Linked DNA regions of Mus musculus: region 2 is linked to region 1. A link is a contact called in public targeted proximity ligation data. All regions are on one chromosome and are shown on one strand. The core of a region is the stretch at or near the end of the contact, and the rest is flanking DNA. Distances in the headings are between cores, read along the strand shown.

What was found.
Region 2: a targeted proximity ligation map of memory CD8 T cells shows a contact between it and region 1, with 40 read pairs. A contact is called at or near these places in 11 of 39 promoter capture datasets (the 3T3-L1 cell line, 3T3-L1-derived adipocytes, the HPC-7 cell line and 5 more), 25 of 484 Hi-C or Micro-C datasets (8-cell embryo, the C2C12 cell line, CD8 T cells and 13 more), 5 of 130 datasets of targeted methods (the 230-238 cell line, cardiomyocytes, effector CD8 T cells and 2 more) and 4 of 9 other capture datasets (adipose tissue, embryonic stem cells, liver and 1 more).

Annotation. Positions count from the first base shown.
Region 1 is chr15:75,938,530-75,942,878 of GRCm38.p6, forward strand. It overlaps Zfp623 (zinc finger protein 623), which reads left to right and starts at 2,423. Exons shown (of 2, transcript NM_030199.3): 1 at 2,423-2,630.
Region 2 is chr15:76,035,023-76,039,371 of GRCm38.p6, forward strand. It overlaps Iqank1 (IQ motif and ankyrin repeat containing 1), which reads left to right. Exons shown (of 14, transcript NM_001370920.1): 7 at 1-54. Among named protein-coding and RNA genes, the nearest start is that of Iqank1, 27 kb to the left of the region's middle.

The sequences.
Region 1 (4,349 bases), core at 1,173-3,672:
AAAGAACTCAAGAAGGTAGACTCCATAAAATCAAATAACCCCATTAAAAAATGGGGCTCAGAACTGAACAAAGATTTCTCACCTGAGGAATACCGAATGGCAGAGAAGCACCTGAAAAAATGTTCAACATCTTTAATCATCAGGGAAATGCAAATCAAAACAACCCTGAGATTCCACCTCACACCAGTCAGAATGGCTAAGATGAAAAATTCAGGTGACAGCAGATGCTGGCAAGGATGTGGAGAAAGAGGAACACTCCTCCATTGTTGATGGGATTGCAAGCTTGTACAACCACTCTGGAAATCAGTCTGGCGGTTCCTCAGAAAATTGGACATAGTACTACCGGAAGATCCAGCAATACCTCTTCTGGGCATATATCCAGAAGATGCCCCAACCGATAAGAAGGACACATGCTCCACTATGTTCATAGCAGCCTTATTTATAATAGCCAGAAGCTGGAAAGAACCCAGATGCCCCTCAACAGAGGAATGGATACAGAAAATGTGGTACATTTACACAATGGAGTACTACTCAGCTATTAAAAAGAATGAATTTATGAAATTACTAGGCAAATGGATGGACCTGGAGGGCATCATCCTGAGTGAGGTAACCCAATCATAAAGGAACTCTCACAATATGTACTCACTGATAAGTGGATATTAGCCCAGAAACTTAGGATACCCAAGATATAAGATATAATTTGCTAAAAACATTAAACCCAAGAGAACGAAGACCAAAGTGTGGACACTTTGCCCCTTCTTAGAAATGGAAACAAAACACCCATGGAAGGAGTTACAGAGACAAAATTTGGAAGTGTGACGAAAGGATGGACCATCTAGTGATTGCCATATCCAGAGATCCATCCCATGATCAGCTTCCAAACGCTGACACCATTGCATACACTAGCAAGATTTTGCTGAAATGACCCAGATATAGCTGTCTCTTGTGAGACTATGCCAGGGCCTAGCAAACACAGAAGTGGATGCTCACAGTCAGCTACTGAATGGACCACAGGGCCCCCAAATGGAGGAACTAGAGAAAGCACCCAAGGAACTAAAGGGAACTGCAACCCTATAGGTGGAACAACAATATGAACTAAGCAGTACCCCGGAGCTCTTGTCTCTAGCTGCATATGTATCAAAAGATGGCCTAGTCGGCCATCACTGCAAAGAGAGGCCCATTGGACTTGCAAACTTTATATGCCCCAGTACAGGGGAATGCCAGGGCCAAAAAGGGGGAGTGGGTGGGTAGGGGAGTGGGGGGGGGTATGGGGACTTTTGGTATAGCATTGGAAATGTAAATGAGCTAAATACCTAATAAAAAATGGAAAAAAAAAGATTCTGGGATTCAGGTTAGCTGAGGCTGAAGAATCAGCTGTAATGAACAAGATACCAGGACTACTAAAGTGAAACCTTTGCTTTGCTGTGATACTCGATGCTGGTCAGCTACAGCTGAAGAATTAGTAGTGATTAAGAAGAAACTAGCATCATTGAGGTAAAAACTTTCTAAGTATTTCCTAAGAGCTACACAGAAGCTGTGTTCCAGAAGCAGCCAAGGTTGTCCCTCATGCTGGCAGCTGAACTTGGTAGCATAAGAGTCACCCAGGTGGTACTTACTGGTTTTGAAGACATGAACAGTTCATGGAGGGCAGCTGAGGCTTGGCACTGTGCAGTTTCAGTGGCAGATTTTTTAAAAACAGGATATAAAATATAGAGATAAACCCACACAATTTTTTTTTTTTTTTTGTTAAGACCTAGATGACTCTTAAGGTTGTACCTTCCACGAGGCTGAAGAGATTCCTTGGGGTTAAGATCAAGCAGTTGGTTGGTGCTCTTCCAAAGGATCCTGGTTTGATTTCCAGCACCCACATGGCAGCTAAGAACTGTGTCTATAATCCCATTTCCAGGAGAATATAATGCCCTCTTCTGGCCTCCAGGAGCACCAAGCACACATATGGTGAACAGACATACACACATGCAAAACACTAAAACACACAATAAAATAAAGTTCTGCCTCCATCAGTGAGTGAGCTTGGCATTCTAGGCTCACACCTGACTTTGCAAAGTTGTAAAATAAACTGCCTCGATTTCACTACTCTGAGTCTCCAGTGGTTTATTACAAAGATGTTGTGTCATAGGCACAGCGGCTCAAAGTTGTCTTTCCACCATAGGCATACACACATAAGATAATGATAAAGATGTTCTAAACGCTCAAAGCTAAAACCAAAAGCTACATACAGAACCATCACTAACAACCAACAAGAAATCTTTACTAAAAGCTCTCTAAAGAGCCTGCCTTTCCCAGCTCTTCCAGGGAAGTCTGACGACATCTACTGCCTAGCTTCGCCGCTAATCCCACACCCACGTGCGCAAACAGGGCTCTCAGCCACCGCGTCTGCGCACTGGGTCCTCCGGCTGACCGCAGGAATCTGGCCCGGAAGTCTGTGACAGGGAGACGGCCCCGGCCCCCATTCTTATCCTAGAGTGCCTACGGATGTCCTCCGGGCGGAGCCTCGGGCAGTTTCCGGCCGGGGCGTGCGGCAGCGGTGCGGGCTTTGTGGCCGCCCGGGGTTACCCGCCTGGATGCTGCTCGGCTTGGTTCCGCGCCGTCCTCTCGCCGCCGAGCTCCGGGTGAGTGAGGCGGAGCGGCTCGCGCGGGTGGGCGGGCTCGTGACCGGCGGGGCTCAGCGAGTTGGTTGGTGTCCCGGGCCGGCTGCACTTCGCTTTGGCCTCTGTCCGTAGCTCCTCGCTTGGTTCGGGCCGGAGCCTTGCGTCTCCTCGCCGAGCTGCGGGCGGTAGATGCATGGACCGATCGTCCGCAGACATCGAGGCCCTCGAGGGTTGCACACTCGGCCTCGGCGCCTGCAGGTCGGGCCCCCGGATGGCTGCTTGAAGGCTAAGCCGCTCAGGTGATGGAATGCAGGTGCGCGCCACGCTGCTCTTCGGCTTGGACCTTGCCCTCCTGCCTTCTGCCTTCCCTCAGTCCTTTCGGCCTCTGTCCGAGGGGATGCAGTGCAGGCACCCCAGTGCTTCAGGGGTTGAAGATAATATGTGTGTTGGACAGAATCAGCTCCGTATGTCATGAAGGAGGATTCTTAGGTGGGGTGAGGTGTCATACAAGCTGTTCTATTCCATGAAGTGTCTGAGTCAACGTCTATGACATCTCTGTGATAATGCCAGGGACATTTAGTCCTCTTTGCACCCGGCCCCACCGTGGTCCAGGAGTCCCCAGGGCTTGAGTGCTATGCTAGAGGTTTCCCGGGATATTAGCAGAAGAACAGTTCTAAACTCAAGTAGTTTTCCAGGTGGAGAGCTGATATTCACAATCGCCCTGTGCTCTTCTAGACATCGTTCCTTTGAGACCCATTACAATGAAAGAAACAAATGTCTTCTGATCACGAAGAAATCAGACTCCCCATGCCCCTCGCGCGCGCGCGCGCACACACACACACACACACACACACACACACACACAAACAAACATATACACATCAAGTTTTAAGGCAGAGAGCAGACCTTTGTTCCTGTCACGGATGTGGCATTGTATCTGTTTTAATACTTGGCATAATGATGGCATTCTTTTTTCATATGGGAGGTATAGAGAAACCTCACAAGCCAACACATGCAGCTATGGACACTCCTGGAGCCTTGGGGGTGGATTTCTGGTTCTGGAATGCGTTGGAGGATGATATAGAGAGAGGGTAGACCTGGGAAAGTACCCCCACTCCCCTACAAGACTTATGGTCTGATCTGGAAGTGGACGGGATGCCAGAGAAGCAGTGGGCTAGAACAAAGTGGTGTCTCTGAAGTAAATCACAGAGCCCTCTGACTGCTCTGTTGGCTTATGGAAAATGGCTGCTAAAAGGCCCTGGGCTTGTTAGGAAAAGAAGACTGTTTGTGTCAGCAGGATCCTTGTATGTAGGGGCTAGAGGTAGAGGTTGGAATAGGAGTCCTAAGAGAGCAGCCAGTCACTCGCTCTATTCTTTTTGACCTCAAATAGCATGCCTTGCACACACAGCACCCAGCTACCTCCACAGCTGCAGTGGCACATCCACAGGTTGTCAGGGACACCATGTCGAGGCCCGCCCGCCTGGTTATTCCCAAGGCTGCAGAGATGCAAGCTTTCCTGCTCCTGTTTTTCTTTATGTGTATGGGTGTCTAATGTTGGTTTTTATTCTCCTGATGGAATTGTTGTCTCTAAGGTTTACTGCCTCCATCTCCTAGCTTGCTAGTCCTGGAAGCTTCTAGCCTCTGTCCAATCTAATCTAGGCCTAAACTTGTTTTCAGCCCCTGAGACTTGCTGCTGAATAAGCTCATCCCTTCTGGTTCTTTCTGGAATCTTCTGGCTGG
Region 2 (4,349 bases), core at 1,164-3,663, 96 kb after region 1:
AAGATCGGAGCAGACCCCCGGATGTACGCGGATGACGGGAGCACCCCGGAGCAGGTGCGGCCCTGGCGTGCACATCCCCATTCCAAAGGTTTCTGGGATGGTGGTGGTGGTGGTGCACATCTGTAATCCCAGCACTGAGTAAGTGGATTAACAGAAGTTCCAGGCCAGAAGCCTGAGAGACCCTGTCTCACAAGGAAAACAAAAGACAGGGTACTGGGATCCCTAGATTCTGTGTCTGATTCCATCCTACCAACCAAACTCTCGTTTCTGAACAATAGGCGTTCCTGGCAGACCGCCTTCTGCTCTGGTTTTGTCTTAGCTCCTCCAGTGCTCTGGCCACCTGACGGTAGATTACTGGCTACTGTGATGGATTAGGAAACAGCCATCAGAGACTGGCCAGGCATCACAGGTGCTAACAACTTGGGATGTACCCTCTGGTCTCCGTCTGTTCCTGTTTCTTCCCTTCCAGTCAGTGGAACTGCCTCCCAGCTGGGAGGAGAACTAAGGTCCCCTTGCTGACCACTGGGAACTGTGGGTCGAGGAGGTCAGTAAAGAGGCACACTCAGCAGTTGGGGCAACTCTGAGAAGCCAGGCCAGGAAGTGCCCCCACCCTCTATTTGTTTGTTTACACACACACACACACACACACACACACACACACACACACACACACACTCCATAGTCCCGTTTGGCTGGGAACTAACCCTGATCCTTCTGGCCTCAGACTCTCCAGTTCTGGGGTCACAGGTATTTGATACCACACTTGGGCATTACCTTTATTACTTTTAAGTCACCGGAATTTAATTCTGGTTACTCAGGTCCCTTAAAGCTGGGGGTGCCACGAGAAACGGTGGGATAGGTGTCAGGCTTGCTGGCAAACATTTGCTTCTGCACCCACCCCTGAGGAAGGGACAACCAGAGTCTTTGCCCAGCCTGGGAACCCCAGTCTCAGGTGCCACTCCCAGTTTCAACTTCCTATGGACACTTCTCTGGGCCTAGCCTATTTCCTCTTCCTCTTGGGCTAGCAGGTAACGTGGTATCAGCCAGAATCAGGGAGTTCAGAGAGTGCTCCAAGAGCCAGAGTCTCTTGGAGGACATAGAGGCCAGAGGATAGTTGAGCGGCCACAGGGCCGGTAACAGGGGAGCTGCAGTAATAGGGAGGTGCCCTAAATCTCAGCTGTCAGGAAGGACACTCAACACAAAGTACCCGAGCCACGGGCAACCCGCAGGTCAACAAACAAGTTCTGACCTGATTCTCATACCTGACACAAACTTAACAGACCTGAGATTTCAGCACAAACGGTGACGTATTACCCTTTTAGAAATAGGGAAATATCTCTGGGCCCTAGGGCATGTTGAAGCATTCTTAGACACCACACCAAGAAGACAAAAGAAAGAAAAGTTGAACCTCACCAAGATGAGAAGTTTCCCTGCACACACCTGCCTGGCAGGGGAGGCGCCTGTGGTGGTGAGCGTGGTTTTCCCAGGGCGAGGCTTCTCCTCGGCATTACAAATGTGCTGACCTCTGTGATTTCCCTAAATATGGGAAACAGGTGCACAGTGGTAGTGGGTACTGCATTCACATTCTCCCCAGGAAAGGGGGAGGGAGGGAGGGAGGGAGGGAGAAAGAAAGGAGAGAAGAAGGAACAAAGGAAGGAAGGAGAGAAGGAAGGAAGGAAGGAGAGAAGGAAGGAAGGAAGGAGAGAAGGAAGGAAGGAGAGAAGGAAAAAGGAAAAAAAACAAAGGCAGGCAGGCAGGCTTCCCTTCACAAAACCCAGACAAGGAGCAATGGTCAGCTATGGGGAGAGGCTGGTCACAAATCATATACCTGACCAAAGACACTTTCCCGGCAAATGTCGTCTCAGCAGCAAATAAACCTGATGCCCAGCCATGATGGACAGGGATGATGTGTTGTCTCTCCATGATGGACAGGGAGAGGGATGCTCCTGCAGAGGACGTGATGGCTGCAGACCAGCCCAGAACCAGGGTGTCCTGATTCAGCACACACCCTGAGAGTTTGAGTGAAGGGAGGGGTGAACCCGGTGCTGGTGAGGCTGTAGACAAACTGGCCTCTCACACCTTGCTGCAGACAGGACCAAGGGCTCCTCCCTCTGCAAACTTTGAAGATCTAAGCACAGCTTGTACCTCGGCAATCACATTCTCGGGCACTTAGCCCGGTAGAGTGAAGCTTGTGTCCACATAATAATGTCCACTGGAGCCTGCGTGGTAACAGCCTCGAACTGGGCACAACCCAGATACAGATAACCTTTCCTGGTGAAGGTTGGTACACACACAGCATGGACACCTTCCAGCCACAGAGGTCGTGGTATGTCAGCAACCCACAGAGTTCTCCAGGGAACTGTGAGAGAACCTCCCACCACAGTACTCAGTACATCCTTCCGCCTCCAAACGGCAAAATGATAAAATGGAAGAGAGCTTGCTGGTTTTTACAGGAGGGAAAGGAGAGGTGGGTGTGGTGAGTGGCAAAGGACAGCGGGACAATGACTTGGTGTGGGACAGAACCCATCGGCTCGTTCTTACATTTGCCAGACTCAGGCGTCGGTTAACTGAGCTAATATTCCACTTGCTGTGCACTATGTCTTCCTTTCGATGAGCTGCATCTTCCTCCTGCTACTTCATCAACACTAAACTACCGATCAGCTCATGTGACAGCCATCAGCTCCTGCTTGTCACGTCACCCTCTTGTACTCTTTGGTTTCCGTTGATTACGGCTCTTCCACCCACAGACCAACCCTCAAGTTTGTAAGCTGTTTCCAAGCACCAGAAGATAACAGCCCAGCTCTGCAGGACTAGAGATAACCATCAAGTTCCTTGGCAAAATCTTGGCACATGGTTCTCAATAAATATTCTTTTAAATAAAAAGCCACGGTTTATTTAATATCTGAACTTCTGGCTCACACAGATGACTGTCCGTCTGGGTGAGCATTTACCCGAGTACTCATCCCTTCTCTTGCCTTGCATCCACTACTCTGTCTACCCTGTAATTTTTTACTCATCTTGGATGTTACTTGGTAAAATACAGATCATTGGCTGAGCATTGAACGCAACGAAGTTGTGTGTGTGGCTCTGTGGCTCACCACAAGACATACCCAGGGGAAACCATATAAGGGATGCCATAGTGCCAGAGCCCCACCTCCTGCCCAGGGGACTACATGGTAGATTTTATAGGAAATACTTTCTTTGCTTCTCCTGTCCTGTCATTTACTCTGTATTTAAACAACTATTCTTTTTTTCATTCATTTGTTCGTTCATTCATTCATTCATTCATTGATCCATTTAGTTGCCCATCTATCCATTTTTAGGCCCAAATGTCCCGGCACAGTAGCTTAGTCCCACTGTTTCAAATCACGTAAGGTCATGCATCATTGATCTGGCATCTCATTGTAAACTGTGTCATTTGCACAGAGTTGTATTTTGCCCCCTTTCACTGGGATGGAGAAATGAGTTTACCGGTATGAGGCTTGACTTATCTGATACCTCTTTTGGAGTGCCAGGTGTGGCCGTGGTGTGCTGCGTGCATCCTTGAGTGTCTGTTGTGCACACTCACATGCTGTGTGCACAACAGACGTGTCTGCCGTGCACCCTCCCATAGCCCCACGGCTGCTGCAGCCCACTCCCTCCTACCAGCAGTACCTTGAGGTCCTCCCCACTCAATATTCATTCCCTGCAATGTTATTCTTGTGACTTTTGAAGACCCTTGGTGGGTATCTTCGCTGTACTCATTGGTTTTCTGCTGCTGTGATAAAATACCACAGCCAAAAGTAACTTAGAGAAGAAAGAGTTCATTTGGCCTTGGCCCTAGGAGAATAGAGTCCATCACGGGCTAGGCACGTTGTAGCAGCAGGAACAGGATGCTGGCTGATCACATTGTTATCCACACACAGGAAGGAGAAAGGGTAAGAAGTGGGATGAGACCACAGCCCCTTGAAGCCCACACCCAGTAATGTACTTCCTCCAGCAAGGCTCAACTTCATCAAAGGTACCATAACCTCCCCAGACAGCATCGCCTACTAAGAACCAAGTGCTCAAATACACAAACCTATAGAGGACCATTCTTCAAACCACCACATTATCCTCCTATTCCTGATAAGCCCATAGCCACCTCGTGACGCAAAACGCATTATTCCAACTTTAGAAGTACCCACAGTCTTTCACAGTCCCAGCACTGTTCAAAAGCCCAACATGTCCAGCAGCGAGGACTTGGGTGCGGCAGCCGGGGAGACTCCCATGCTTGTCATGGTCAACATGAAGCCCAAGGAAGGAGTCAAGACTGAGAACAGCGGTCATGTGAATTTAAAGGGAGTGGGCAGGATGGTTGTGAGGTGCAG